2 separate regions of the Mus musculus genome follow, and region 1 is linked to region 2. Evidence: chromatin contacts called from public promoter capture Hi-C data. All regions are on one chromosome and are shown on one strand. Each heading gives the region's core, a stretch centred on a gene start, on an enhancer-like site or on the middle of the called end of the contact. The rest is flanking DNA. Distances are from core to core; before and after follow the strand shown.

The links. Promoter capture Hi-C pulls out the DNA fragments that hold promoters and counts their contacts.
Region 1: a promoter capture Hi-C map of liver shows a contact between it and region 2. The contact joins the enhancer-like site here to the promoter of Plod1 in region 2. A contact is called at or near these places in 15 of 39 promoter capture datasets (the 3T3-L1 cell line, the C10 cell line, the HPC-7 cell line and 10 more), 14 of 484 Hi-C or Micro-C datasets (B cells, CD8 T cells, Kupffer cells and 9 more), 12 of 115 datasets of contacts at active chromatin or transcription factors (bone marrow-derived macrophages, effector CD8 T cells, embryonic stem cells and 6 more) and 4 of 9 other capture datasets (adipose tissue, embryonic stem cells, liver and 1 more).

What each region holds. Positions count from the first base shown.
Region 1 is chr4:148,054,404-148,060,436 of GRCm38.p6, reverse strand. It overlaps Mthfr (methylenetetrahydrofolate reductase), which reads right to left. Exons shown (of 12, transcript NM_010840.3): 11 at 5,333-5,452; 12 at 875-5,064. The coding sequence ends at 4,849. Gm13201 (a long non-coding RNA gene) reads left to right here. Exons shown (of 10, transcript XR_004691353.1): 10 at 2,336-2,444. Among named protein-coding and RNA genes, the nearest start is that of Mthfr, 18 kb to the right of the region's middle. Within about 2 kb of position 3,381, at least 17 of the 459 cell types and tissues checked have an H3K27ac peak or open chromatin away from gene starts, as enhancers often do. A contact at or near this core is called in adipose tissue and liver, where this site is marked.
Region 2 is chr4:147,933,027-147,938,588 of GRCm38.p6, reverse strand. It overlaps Plod1 (procollagen-lysine, 2-oxoglutarate 5-dioxygenase 1), which reads left to right and starts at 1,813. Exons shown (of 19, transcript NM_011122.3): 1 at 1,813-1,987. The coding sequence starts at 1,912.

The DNA.
Region 1 (6,033 bases), core at 2,132-4,631, 120 kb before region 2:
AACCCTTAAAATCACTTGGTTTCTGCCCACGATGGGATTGTGGCTAGACACTTCTCCAGGGGCAAACATATTTACAGACACCACACAACCCAGTGCAGGGTGGCCAACAACAGGGTGGAAGCGGGAGGATCCATTAGCAAACCTCTTGAGTGACAGCCCTGTGCAGGTCTGCCTTCAAAGGGTCTCTATTAGGGAGATGGACACTGTTTAAAAGTGTTTGTGGCTGGGCACGGTGTTGTGTGCCTTTAATCCCAGTATTAGGAAGGCAGAGGCAGGCAGAGGCAAGATCTCCGGGAGTTTGAAGCTAGCTAGGGCTGAATAATTAAACTGTCTCAAAGGGGGAAAAAAGTATCCATGGGTGAGCAGGGTGTCTGGGCAGGTAAAGGCACTTGCCATGCCAACCCAATGACTTGATTTGATTATCACAACTGATGTGAAGGCAGAAGGAGACAATAAACTCCAGAGTTGTCCTCTGGCTGTCATGCTCACCAAGGCATGCCTGCCCTTCCTGACACGTATACCACAAACACCACATAGTTTTTTTAAGAGAGACGCTGGACAAATGTTCACTAAGCTACACCTTCAGATCTTAAATTCAGTTACAGCACCATCTGGGAGCTGGAGAGATGGTTCCATGGTAACTGGTTGCTCTTTCTAGAGGGACCAGAGTTCGTTTCCCAGCACCCACATCCACATTGGTGGCTTTCAACCCTGTGAAGCTCAAGCTCCGGGTGATCTGTTGACTCAATGGCCTGTTCTGGCTTCCATAGGTGTGTGCACACGCACGTGCGCGCGCACACACACATACACACGCACACACATACACACACGCACACACACACATGCACACAAAAATAAATTACGCTAAGCATTTAAAAACAGCTATATGGAGACAGCAATTTTTTTTTAATTGGAAAAATGCAATGTGCTCATTTTAGAAAATAAAGTAGAAATTTGGGTTTTTCTCTTTTCTGTACCAAAAAGTCACCTTCAGACCAGAAGTTCTTAGCTCTGACACAACAGTGAGAGGCTGAAGGCCTATCAGGAGGAGAGAGATAATCACAAATGCCAGGTGCAAGAAACAACACTGCCTAGAGGTCTGCAGATGTAACTAGGGGACTCAGCCCAAGTCCCTGGCAGGCTAGACAGTGTTCCCAAAGACAATCTGGCCTCACCAAGACTCTTGCTCAGATGCCAGAGGAACAGAATTAACTTTGGAAAGAACATAAGGCATCAAAGTGGCTTTGCCTTTGAAACAGAATTGCAAGACTAGCGTTGCTGGGTTTCAGAATCCTCGTACGGGCTCAGGGTGCTGGCACACCATGGGCCTCATGCTGTTGGGCTTGTTGATGTTACAGGCTTTGTAGACCCAGCTTATACAGTCCAGGTGGCTTCAAGCTCATGAGGCAGCCTCTCGCCCTCTTGCCTCAGCGTCGTGAAATTTCACCAGTACACTAGAACCTTTTAAAAGTATATGTACTTTCATTCTCTTCTTGTTAGTGAAGGCAGGGCTGATATGCTGATAAACTGAGGTTTCTAGAAACACGCAGACACTGAGAATGGTACCCAGGGTCCTGCTCTTTACCACAGGTTCATGCATGCCCAGGTAGCCTTCCCCTGGCAACACGTGCAGGTGGCGAGCCATTCTGTGGTGCTGTGAATCCCCTGTGTATGCTGCATTAGTTGGGAGCCCAGACCTTGGAGTCAGGCCACATGTGAGAGGCAAGGCTTCGGCAACATCTAAAGCTTAATTCAGGAGCATAATGTCAATCTCAGGGCTGGCCTGAGCTCCACCGCAGTACTGAGCCAGCCTCTGCTTAGATGTTTTCAGCCAACGGGGAGGATGGTCAGAGGGAGCTGTGCCACTACGGGTGGCTTGCCTCATCTGGGGGTCTTGGGACTCCTGAGTGTCAGGTGAAGCGCCCCATTATGCACGCAGGTGGGAGCCTGCTCTGGCAGGAGGCAGGCAGGACCCCCTTGTGGTCAGCAGGGTCAAGCCCATTGCAGTTGGTCCTTGTCCCCCTGCTCTTCCTTCAGACTCACAGCTGCTGGCCACCTGCTGTAGAGAATGTGCTGCTCAGCCTGGCACGGCCACATGGAAGAGGCACAGAGGACCACAACCTGGGCTTTGAGTCTCAGTCCTCAGGCCACACCCTTTGAAACAATGCCCCTGTCCATCTCTTCTTGAGTGTCCCAGCTACTTGAAGAATTCCCTTCTTTTCCCATTAGCGCCTTGGGCCAGCCCACAGCCTGGAGACTTGAGGGGTAGGTGGGTGGGGCTTCTGTTCTTTTAAATCAAGGCATCATCCTCTCCTGACCCAAGTCTCCTTTTCAGGTGTCACAGAGAGACCCCTCTGCCCAGCCCTCGAGTTCTGGCTGCCACTGCCTGCACGGGCCCTCCACTGGCCCCCTACAGGAATAGGTGAGCCCTGCAGCTCTGAGACTAGGGCCCTGAAGGGCCAAGGCCAGGCTCCTCAAAGGTGGACCAGCTGTGCATGGGAGGGGTGGTCAGTCCCTTCAGGCAAGGGATTTTTCAACTCTGGCAGAATGGCCGAGCCTGGGCCTCTTGTTCTTTGCTGTTGAAGAGGTTAGATGTTCTTGGCCTGCAGGGACAGGTACCTATAGTGTTGGCATAGTCAGGTTTCCCAGCAGGCCTGGAGCCTGGCAAGGGCATGGCAGCGCTGGGTAGATGTTCACTGGGTGGAGCAGCTGTCTTGGGCTCTGGTAGGGAGGCTCAGCTCCTCTGTACCAAGCAGAGGCCCTGGGAACAACTCCCCACTCATCCTATGTATCCCTTGGCTAGCTGGAGGCACTAACTACTAATTGCACCTCATGCCCAAAGCCTTAGGGATGGGCTCAGGTGTGATCACTTATTAACATTTCTTAGGTGATGGCCCCTTGTCACATCTCCTTCACCCTGGGGTGGCAGCAGAAGGGCCAGGGCTGACAGGATGGCAGAGGATCTTTTCTATCAACTCTCTCTGTAGCTCAGACAATGGCACCTGGAACAGGCGTGGAGGACATGGCAGAAAAAGGTCCTTCAGCTCCGGGTGGCTCAACAGCTACACCAGAGAGAAGAGAGCCGGGTCCTTTTCCAGGTGACTTTACCTTGGTTCACCCAGCCAGCCCTCCAAGACCAGTGCCACCTCCAGGCTGAGCCAGGGAGAGGGGAGGGTGTCCCTGCTCACCACCCTGCGCTATCCTCATTCAGTTGAATTGGCCATTGGTTACAGAGCACACAGCCTGGACATTAGAGCCCTTGACTAGGGGCCTCAAGCCCAGCCAAGTATCAGTTTCACTCACTCAGAGAACCAGTCTGTTTGTGGCAGTGGCTCCCCATGCTGGTCCTTGCAGGGCCTGCGTCCAGAACAGATGTCTTGTTTGCAGGTCACGGGGCATAGCTTCCCGGGTCACAAGTCCAGTCTATTCTGAGCCTAGATATTTGGGCAGAGACAGGGTGGGCTGGCTGCCAGGGCAAAGGAAAGGGCCTCTGGTTGAGACACACAGAACATGGCTTAGGTGTCAAGTCTGACAGGCCCAGTACAGACCCTGGAGGGAGCCTGAGACAAGCAGTACTTCCTGCCCTGCCTCCAAGCCTTTGAAAAGTGGCACCAGCGTTTGGTAGCCAAGAGCCCATGAGAAGAACTAGCAGCAGCCTGTGCTCCTGGAAACAGTTTACAGTGGCTCAGGTGTAGCAGGCATGGGGTGAGTAGGGGCCAGCAGCAGCTATGAAATATTCCTGAGAAATAAGAGAACCAAGCCCAGCCTTCCGAGGGAGGGAACAGGCCCACAGTTGGAGGGGCCAGCGCCTGGAGCTCTGGGACAATAAAAGGACCTCCTCCTCCTGGCTGCTTCTGCTCATTCTCTCCAAGGCTGCTCTCCACTGCAGTCACCCAGGCCTGGGAGACGAGGGCAGGAACCCCCTGCTCTCCCTAAGTTGCTCTACGGACCGCTTTCTCCCATTCCCTGACTCAAACAAGACCAGCAGGCTGGGAGCAGTCATCTGTGCCTGCCAGTCACTGCCCCAGGCAGCCAGGCCTGAGGGCTGACTGGGGAGGAGTGCCAGGGACAGCCCCTAGTCTAGGCCCAACAGAGAAGACGGTGCAGCTGGCAGGAGTCTGCTCAGAAGCAAGGGAGCAGGCTTCATACAGCCACGGGAAGAGCTGGGCCCTGCCCAGGTAAATCTCGCTAAGAGGACAGAAAACAAGGCCAAGAGCAAGCCTCCATTGAGGACAGAACGCTTTTAACCCTGAAGGGGCACTTTCTTCCCAGCCACAGAACAGACACAACCAACCTTCTGCAGAGGCAGAACTCCTGCACTCTTTGGCCTAAGATGGCAAGAAAGGCTTGTGTTACCAGCCAGGCCTCTCTTGGGGACCTGGTGTGTAGTCCGCTGAGCAGGGAGGAGGTTTCTGTACCCTCATTTGCACATCTCTTCCTACCTCCTTCAGTATTTCACAGTGCCTACTGTCTGTCTCACACAGACCCCAGGTCAAAGTTCACCTCCTAGAGGCTGCCTTGGTGCAGTGGCTGGGCAATCTCTGGTCTCCTCCCCCTGAGGATGGAGGCGCTTGCCACAGCAAGAACACGGGCTCTGGGCTTGAGCAGAGAGCATCAGCCTCCTCGACGGGGCATCTTAGGTCCAGCCAGAGCCGGGACGCTTCCTGCTAGTCTAGCTGCCATTATCCTGTGTAGAGAGATGAGGGAGAGGGGCTCCAGGTGAGGAAGATACCGGGATGCAGGCTCACGGAGCCTGTGTCTCTCTCTCCGTGGTGTGCCTGTTGAGGGATGCAGGCTCACAGAGCCTGTGTCTCTCTCTCCATGGTGTGCCTGTTGAGAGATGCAGGCTCATGGAGCCTGTGTCTCTCTCTCCGTGGGATGCCTGTTGAGCAGCTCAAACGTGTCCTCCACCACCTGCCACAGGCAGCTGTCCAGCGGGAACTCGTTGTCCACCAGGTTGACCAGGAAATAGTTGTCATGGATGTATTGGATGATCATGCGGGATGGCGACTCCTCCTCGTATAGCTTGCCCCACTGCTCGATCCACAGGGCAAAGGCCTCATCCTACGTGTGGACAGAGACACACGAGCAGGGTCAGCACGGCTGGTACCTCCAGGTCTGGGCCCCTGCTGTCTCCCTGCAGGCCACCCAGGTAACAGCAAGACAGAGCCACTCCAAGCTAGCCCAGAAATAAACACCATGTGCTAACATACGGCCTTCAGGGCCAAGTCTACCCTGCCTGGGGTATGGTTTTCGGCTACGTGTTTGGGACTATTGTCTGGCCAGGGCTCTCACGGTAGCCAGGGTCCTCCACTCCCTCCCACTCCCTTACCTTCCAGAACATGAAGCTGATGGGGTCCACCACAGTAGGCTGGATGATCTCTCGACCCGGGAAGATGCCCCACGTCACGGCATTGGGCTGCAGCTCAGGGGCATTAGTGATGTTCTCTCCCTGAGAACAGAGGCAGGGCTGAGGAGGGTGACCGAAACCTCCCACTGCTCATAAGCCCTCCTGGTCTGCCAAAACCCATCACCCTCTGCTTAAATCAGAGCCTAGAGGCATCCTGACTGAACTTCTATTCTGCCTTGCACTCACACACACACACACACACACACACACACACACACACACACACACACATACACACACACACACACACACACAAGGACTTGCTTATAACCCAGGCTGGCCTTGAACTCAGATCGTCCAGCAATTGGCTGACCTAGTGCTGGGGTTATTAGGCTTTTCTGCGGCTTCTTATCTAGACCTACAGTAGCAGCCCGGCTTTCTACCTGGGCCACAAGGGTCCCCATGCGGTCCCGTGGTCCTTGCCACTCTCCTAGTTGCCTGCTGTGATCTTTGTAAAAAGAAATAGAGGCGCTGGGCAGTGGTGGTGCACATCATTAGTCCCAGAGGCAGGTGGATCTCTGAGTTCAAGGCCAGCTTGGTTGTCTGCAGAGTGAGTTCCTGGACAACCAGGGCTATACAGAAAAACCCTGTCTCAAAAAAACAAAAACAGAAACAAAAACAAA
Region 2 (5,562 bases), core at 564-3,063:
CCACATCAGGTGTGTGATGCCAGGCAGATGATACTGCTTCGAGCCTTAGTTTCTTGTTTTGCAAACAGAAGTGACAGCTTTACGAGAAAGGCAGTTGTGAGCTTGGAGGAAGAGCTTTGAAAATCGAGCCAGCCAACAAGGCTGGCTGGTTCTTCCCCCATTTACACTTGTACTTCCTCCTCCAAGGGTTTGGAGATCTCAGTCCTCAACCTTCTGGGTCTAAAACACCCGGCGGATGCTGGTGGATGCTTGGCGCCAAGTCCTGTCTCCAGCTGCAGCAGCTCCTGGCTCTAAGTCCCTGCTAGGAAGCAAATGTTCTAGATTCTGCTGAGGTCGCTTCCTCTGGTTGGTCTTGTGACTTTGAGCTTGCTGCTGGATAGCCCTGGGCCTCTCTTCTACCATCTGTGAGAGTGTGAGTTGACCTCTGCACAATGAGGTGGACGCCCATTTTTCCAGCCTGTTCTTATTTCCCAGAAAGGACACGTGGTTCTTCAATTGTACAAGTATTGTACATCTTTCTCAAGAAAAAGAGAAACAAGAAAAGAAGAACGATTCCCAATAATATGACCTAGAAACGCTGCATAAGTTATGAACATGTTTATTCCACAACTTGGAAATAATCATTGCAAACATTGGTCTGTAAGTTTCCTGTGTTGGGGGTGGGTGTGTGTTGTTGAGGTCTCACACAGTCCACACTAGCCTCAAGCTATATGGTCACTAGCTCTACGGCTGAGCATGTCTTGAACTCCTGATCCTGCTATGCCTCCTGAGTGCTGGGATTCCAGCTCGCTTTGACACCTTCTTCCTCCCTTCTCTGACTGAGTCTGGCTGTGCAGCTCAGGCTGGCTTTGGACAATGGAGCTCTTCTACCTCCTGAGTGCTAGGATTTGGGCAGACCCCACCCTACCCCACCCAACCTTGTTTTGACCTATCTGCTAGGCAGAGGATCTATCTTTAACAATGAGTCATACTGAAGAGAAAACCTTTCCCACTTAGCATCCTGTAGATGCCTGTTTCCTTTGTGAAAGACCAAATCTCCCTAACTCCCTGATTTCGTCAAGCCCCTCCTCCCCCGCCCTCCCGAACCCTGCCCTAGGATCTAATCTGTGGGACTGAGATTCCAGGGTCCCTGTTTGAGCTCTCTTCTACGGCTTGACAGATTTTGTCTAAATGTAGATGTGCTTGGCTCACATCTGGACCAGGAACCCTTGCTCCAGAAACTTTTGACCTTCTTTTACTTTGTCTGTGAATGGCACTGAAAATTTTCACTCCATCCACTTAGCCCTCATTCATCCATCCACTCACTCACCCATCCATCCATCTGGCCCCCCATCATCCATCTATCCAGCCAGCCAGCCACTTACCCATCCATCCACCTATACCGCCATCCAACCATCCACTCACTCACCCACTTACACACCCACTTATCCATCCATCTAATACCCCCCCCCCACCATCACCACACACACACACATCCATCCCATAATTAACCGCTGCAATTTCCTTGACTACTTTCTGATTTCCTTCCAGGGAGCGGAAAGTTGAATTAAGTGATTCTCTTTTGGGAGCTGGGGCTAGACTTTATATATATATTCCCACCATCGCGGTGCAGATGATATTAAGTCTCCTCTTCTAGACATCAAGGCCTCGCCCTCCTCGCCCACTTGGAGAGAAGCGGGGGAGGGAGAGCATGGACGGTCCGGCATCGGGACCCAGGGGGCACAACGACCTGCCCCAAGTCTGGAGGACCTAGAAGCCTAAGCAGGAAAACCCTTCCCCGAGGCGGGCGGAGGCGTGCGCGGCACCGCCCCCGGGGCGGGCTCAGTGCGTGGCAGCGCCCGCCGGCCCCGTCGCGAAGTTTCCAGTTCAGCTTCTGTCTCAGTGCCGGCGGGTTGTTCCCGAGACTCCGCTATGCGGTCCCTGCTGCTCCTGGCCCCGTTGGCCTGGCTTCTTCTGGTCCAGGCGAAGGATGACGCCAAGCTAGAGGGTGAGGACGCGGCGGCGGAGCTGTGCCTGGCCGTCTGTCTCGCCGAGGACCGGGGTGTCCAGGCGACCTGGGCTGGAAGGGGGGGAGCCGGGGAGCTGGGTTGCGGTCATCTGTCCACTTGCCCGCGGGTGACTCCGGTAGATCACTTCCTCTCATGGGGTCGGGATTCCTAGGTTTGTGCTGCGGGCAGAGGAGGGGACAGCCGAAGTACACTCTCCCCTTGCGCGCCCCCTACCCTCATTTGGCGCTCAGAGGAGTCCATGATCACAATTCCCATAATAAGTAGCAAGACTCCCGTTTATCGTACACGATCTGCTGCAGCCTGGCCTCACTAGTTAAGCACCAGTTAAATACGTTTGCTGGAAGTGTTTTCTTATGTTAACCCCGTTTTCCAGCTTTACAAACTGAGGCTCCAAATCAGCCGCATTCTCCAGGGCATCCTGTTTTCTTCCACCCATGTTGCTGGAGACATGGGAGTTGGCCTGAACATGGTGGGTGGTAGGAATGTGGAGGGCTCCGGTGGGTGAGCCCTGTTGGTAAGAGCACTTGCCTAGCTCGCATGCAGCCCAGGGTTTGGTCCCCAGCGCTGCATAAACTAAACATAGTTGTGCATGCTTATAACCCCAGTACTCAGGGAGGTTGAAGCAGGGTTATCAGAAGTCCAAGGTCATCCTCAACTACACGAAGGGTTAAAGTCAGTCTAGACTACATGAGACCCTGACCAAAAAGGAAAGAAAGGAAGAAAAAAAAAAAAAAAAAAAAAAGGAAAGGAAAAGAACCTGGCTTTGAAACCCATGTGCTGGGAGCCACAGGTTTTTGCATGCCTGCTCCGTCTTCCATCTGTGCTCAGTTATACATAGGGTCACACGCCTTTCGCGTTGGTGATGCACAGTTTTTGAGAAGCTTGGTATTTTAGACTCCAACACAGAGTGGCAAGACCTCATTTCTAGAGATCACAAGAGATTCCTCAAATAAGACCAGCCCCTGAGTCCCCTTAAAGTCAAGGCTCTGGGCATTTTCTCTCCAAGCTCAGAGCAGCTAGGTTTGTTGTTGTTGTTGTTTTGGGGTTTTTTTGTTTGTTTGTTTGTTTTGGTAGGGTCTAATCTAGCATCAAAGGAAGATAGATAAGAGACTCTGATAAGTCCCGACTACAGAGTTGGTAATGTGTGCAAAGGCCCACCTAGTGGCAGGAACCTGGAGCCCAGTGGCAGCCATTTTTTCTCCATTTCACTTTCTCCTGCTTCTGCTGATGCGTGCTCGGATACTCCAGACCATCCCAGTTCCAAGAGCCTCAGTTGCCCTCTAGGAAGCCCAGAACTCAGCTCCCGCTCTGTGCCAAGAATGGAGGCGTCACCGGCAGACACTGTGTTCCACACTTCAGACACTCATTTGGGTCTTCACATTAATCTCTGAAAGGGGGCTCCTTCATCCATGGTTCCTATGGTGGAGTTCAGGAAGGCTAAATTCCTTGCTGAGCCAACTGTTCGTAACACTCTGCTCTTCCACCATGCCTCTTTCATCTCTGCTGACTGGGGTCATAGTTTGTCCATCTGGGGACATCATTACTGGACTTTGGGCAGCAGGAGGGGAAGGCTGAGCTTTCAGGTGGCCAGGCCCATGTGGCCCTGGTGGCTGTTGAGGTTGGGTGGGGGTGGGGCGAGGGGGTAGGGTGGGGGTGCTATCCTGGTGGAACCCATACCTCCTGTTGATACTTTGTGGGTGGCCCAGAGCTCTGATGGGCTTGATGGTGGACTGGAGAGGGTACCTGCATGGGTGGAGACTGGAGAAGCCCCAGTGGTTCTGGATTCTATCTCCAGTCAGCTGTTCTACCATGCTGGGTGCTGTAGTGGATCAGGGGTATGAACGTGGCTGGGTGTGGTGGTGGATGCGCACCTTTGACCCCAGAACTCGGGAAGCAGGGGCAGGGGCAGGGGCATCTCTATGAGTTTGATGCTAGCCTGGTCTACAGAGTGAATTCCTGGACAGCCAAGGCACTTTCTGGCCTATGATATTCTTCCTGCCCCCTTTTGGCATGAGGGCCTCAGAACGGGTGACTAGATTGGTTCTCCTCAGCTTCAGGGAGACTTTAACTTTTCAGACAAGAGTTGGTGGGAGCTCTTCCTCTCATGTGTGCTGCATCTTTCTTCTCTGGACTCCTAGGGTCAAGTGGGGCGGGTACTCCTCCACAGCTGTTTATAGCATCATCTGCTCCTGCCCAAGCCCCTGAACCTACCCTACTGTATCCTGCCAATTCCTGCTTTGCCTCTGGCACTTGCTACGGGGACAGCTTCCTGTCTAAGCAGTTTGCTAGACCTGGTCTCCTTTGTTCTCTCAGCTCAAACTCCTGACGTTCAGAGGTAGGGGAAGGGGAAGGCCCTCCCTGTCTGCTGCTGGCCTGGCTGGTTTGTTTTTGTTGTTATTGTTTGGTTGGTTGGTTTTGTTTTTGAGTGGGGGGTGTTCTGTTCATTTTGGTAAGTGGGAGTCCTGGATTCAGAGGAGCCACTGAATGGTGGGCCTGTCCTCCAGCTTCCAGGGACAAACGTCTGAGTGGGAATCACAGGGGTTGACAGCGAGGAAGGAGAGGGGCCACTGTCATGCCTGGCCCTGGGATTTTTGGCAAGGACAGAAGCCATCAGCAAGACTCAGCTGAAGAAAAAAATCATACACAAACCATAAAATAAGTCGACCCTCTGGCCACACAGAGCCATGAATACTGGGCAAGGCGTCCCCCTCGCCAATCAGCCGCTCTGACTTCTCTCACGGTGTGCCAAGTGTCTAGCAGCCCCGAAAGGCAGGCACTTCACTGTCCTTACTGCATAGGGGAAAACTGAGTTCCAGGGGCTTGCCCTGGGTCACACAGTTTGTAAGAGGTAGTGCTAGGATCTAGGTTGGCAGGCCAGCTCCCACCCTTTCTTCTTAAGGTATCCAAGCCTCACAGTAGGGTTTAGAGGGGCTATCAGGGGTGGGGGTGGGGCTCCCGCAGACGCTGTCTTGGCAGTTGCTTCTAGCATGTTCTGTTGCAGAGGTGCAGTCACACTGCAGAGCTGGGAGAGGCCCCTTGTTAAGAAGGTCGTAACAAAGCCAGGCACGCTGAGTGTGTCGGTGCATACCTGGCATCTCAGCGATTGCGAGTGGAGGTGGGAAGACTGAGAGACAAGTTCCAGGGCAGCGTTGTTACCTGTGGAGCTGGATAGCGACCTGGGTCACATGAGGACCCTTTTCAAAATGAGAGGGAGGGAGAGGGAGGAAAGATGATACCAGCTACTCTGGCCACAGACATGGACGGATGGGGGGATTTCACATTGGTTTCCACCCCAGGCAGTCTGAACTGGAAGCATGCATGGCATTGGGAGAGTCAGCCATGCAGGTTTGGGGAGGACCACACAGTATGTCCACCCTCCACGCATGCGTAGAGAGCAAGCAACCTCTGCATTCTGTACTTGCCACCCCCAGATGGCAAGCACTGGCCAGAGTGATCCTCCCATGGTCAGCGCTCAGGGCATCCTCCTTTCCACCCCCCTCCCCCACGTGAGGCCTGTACCTTCTAAAGCCAGAGACTTCGTTTCACAAGGCAG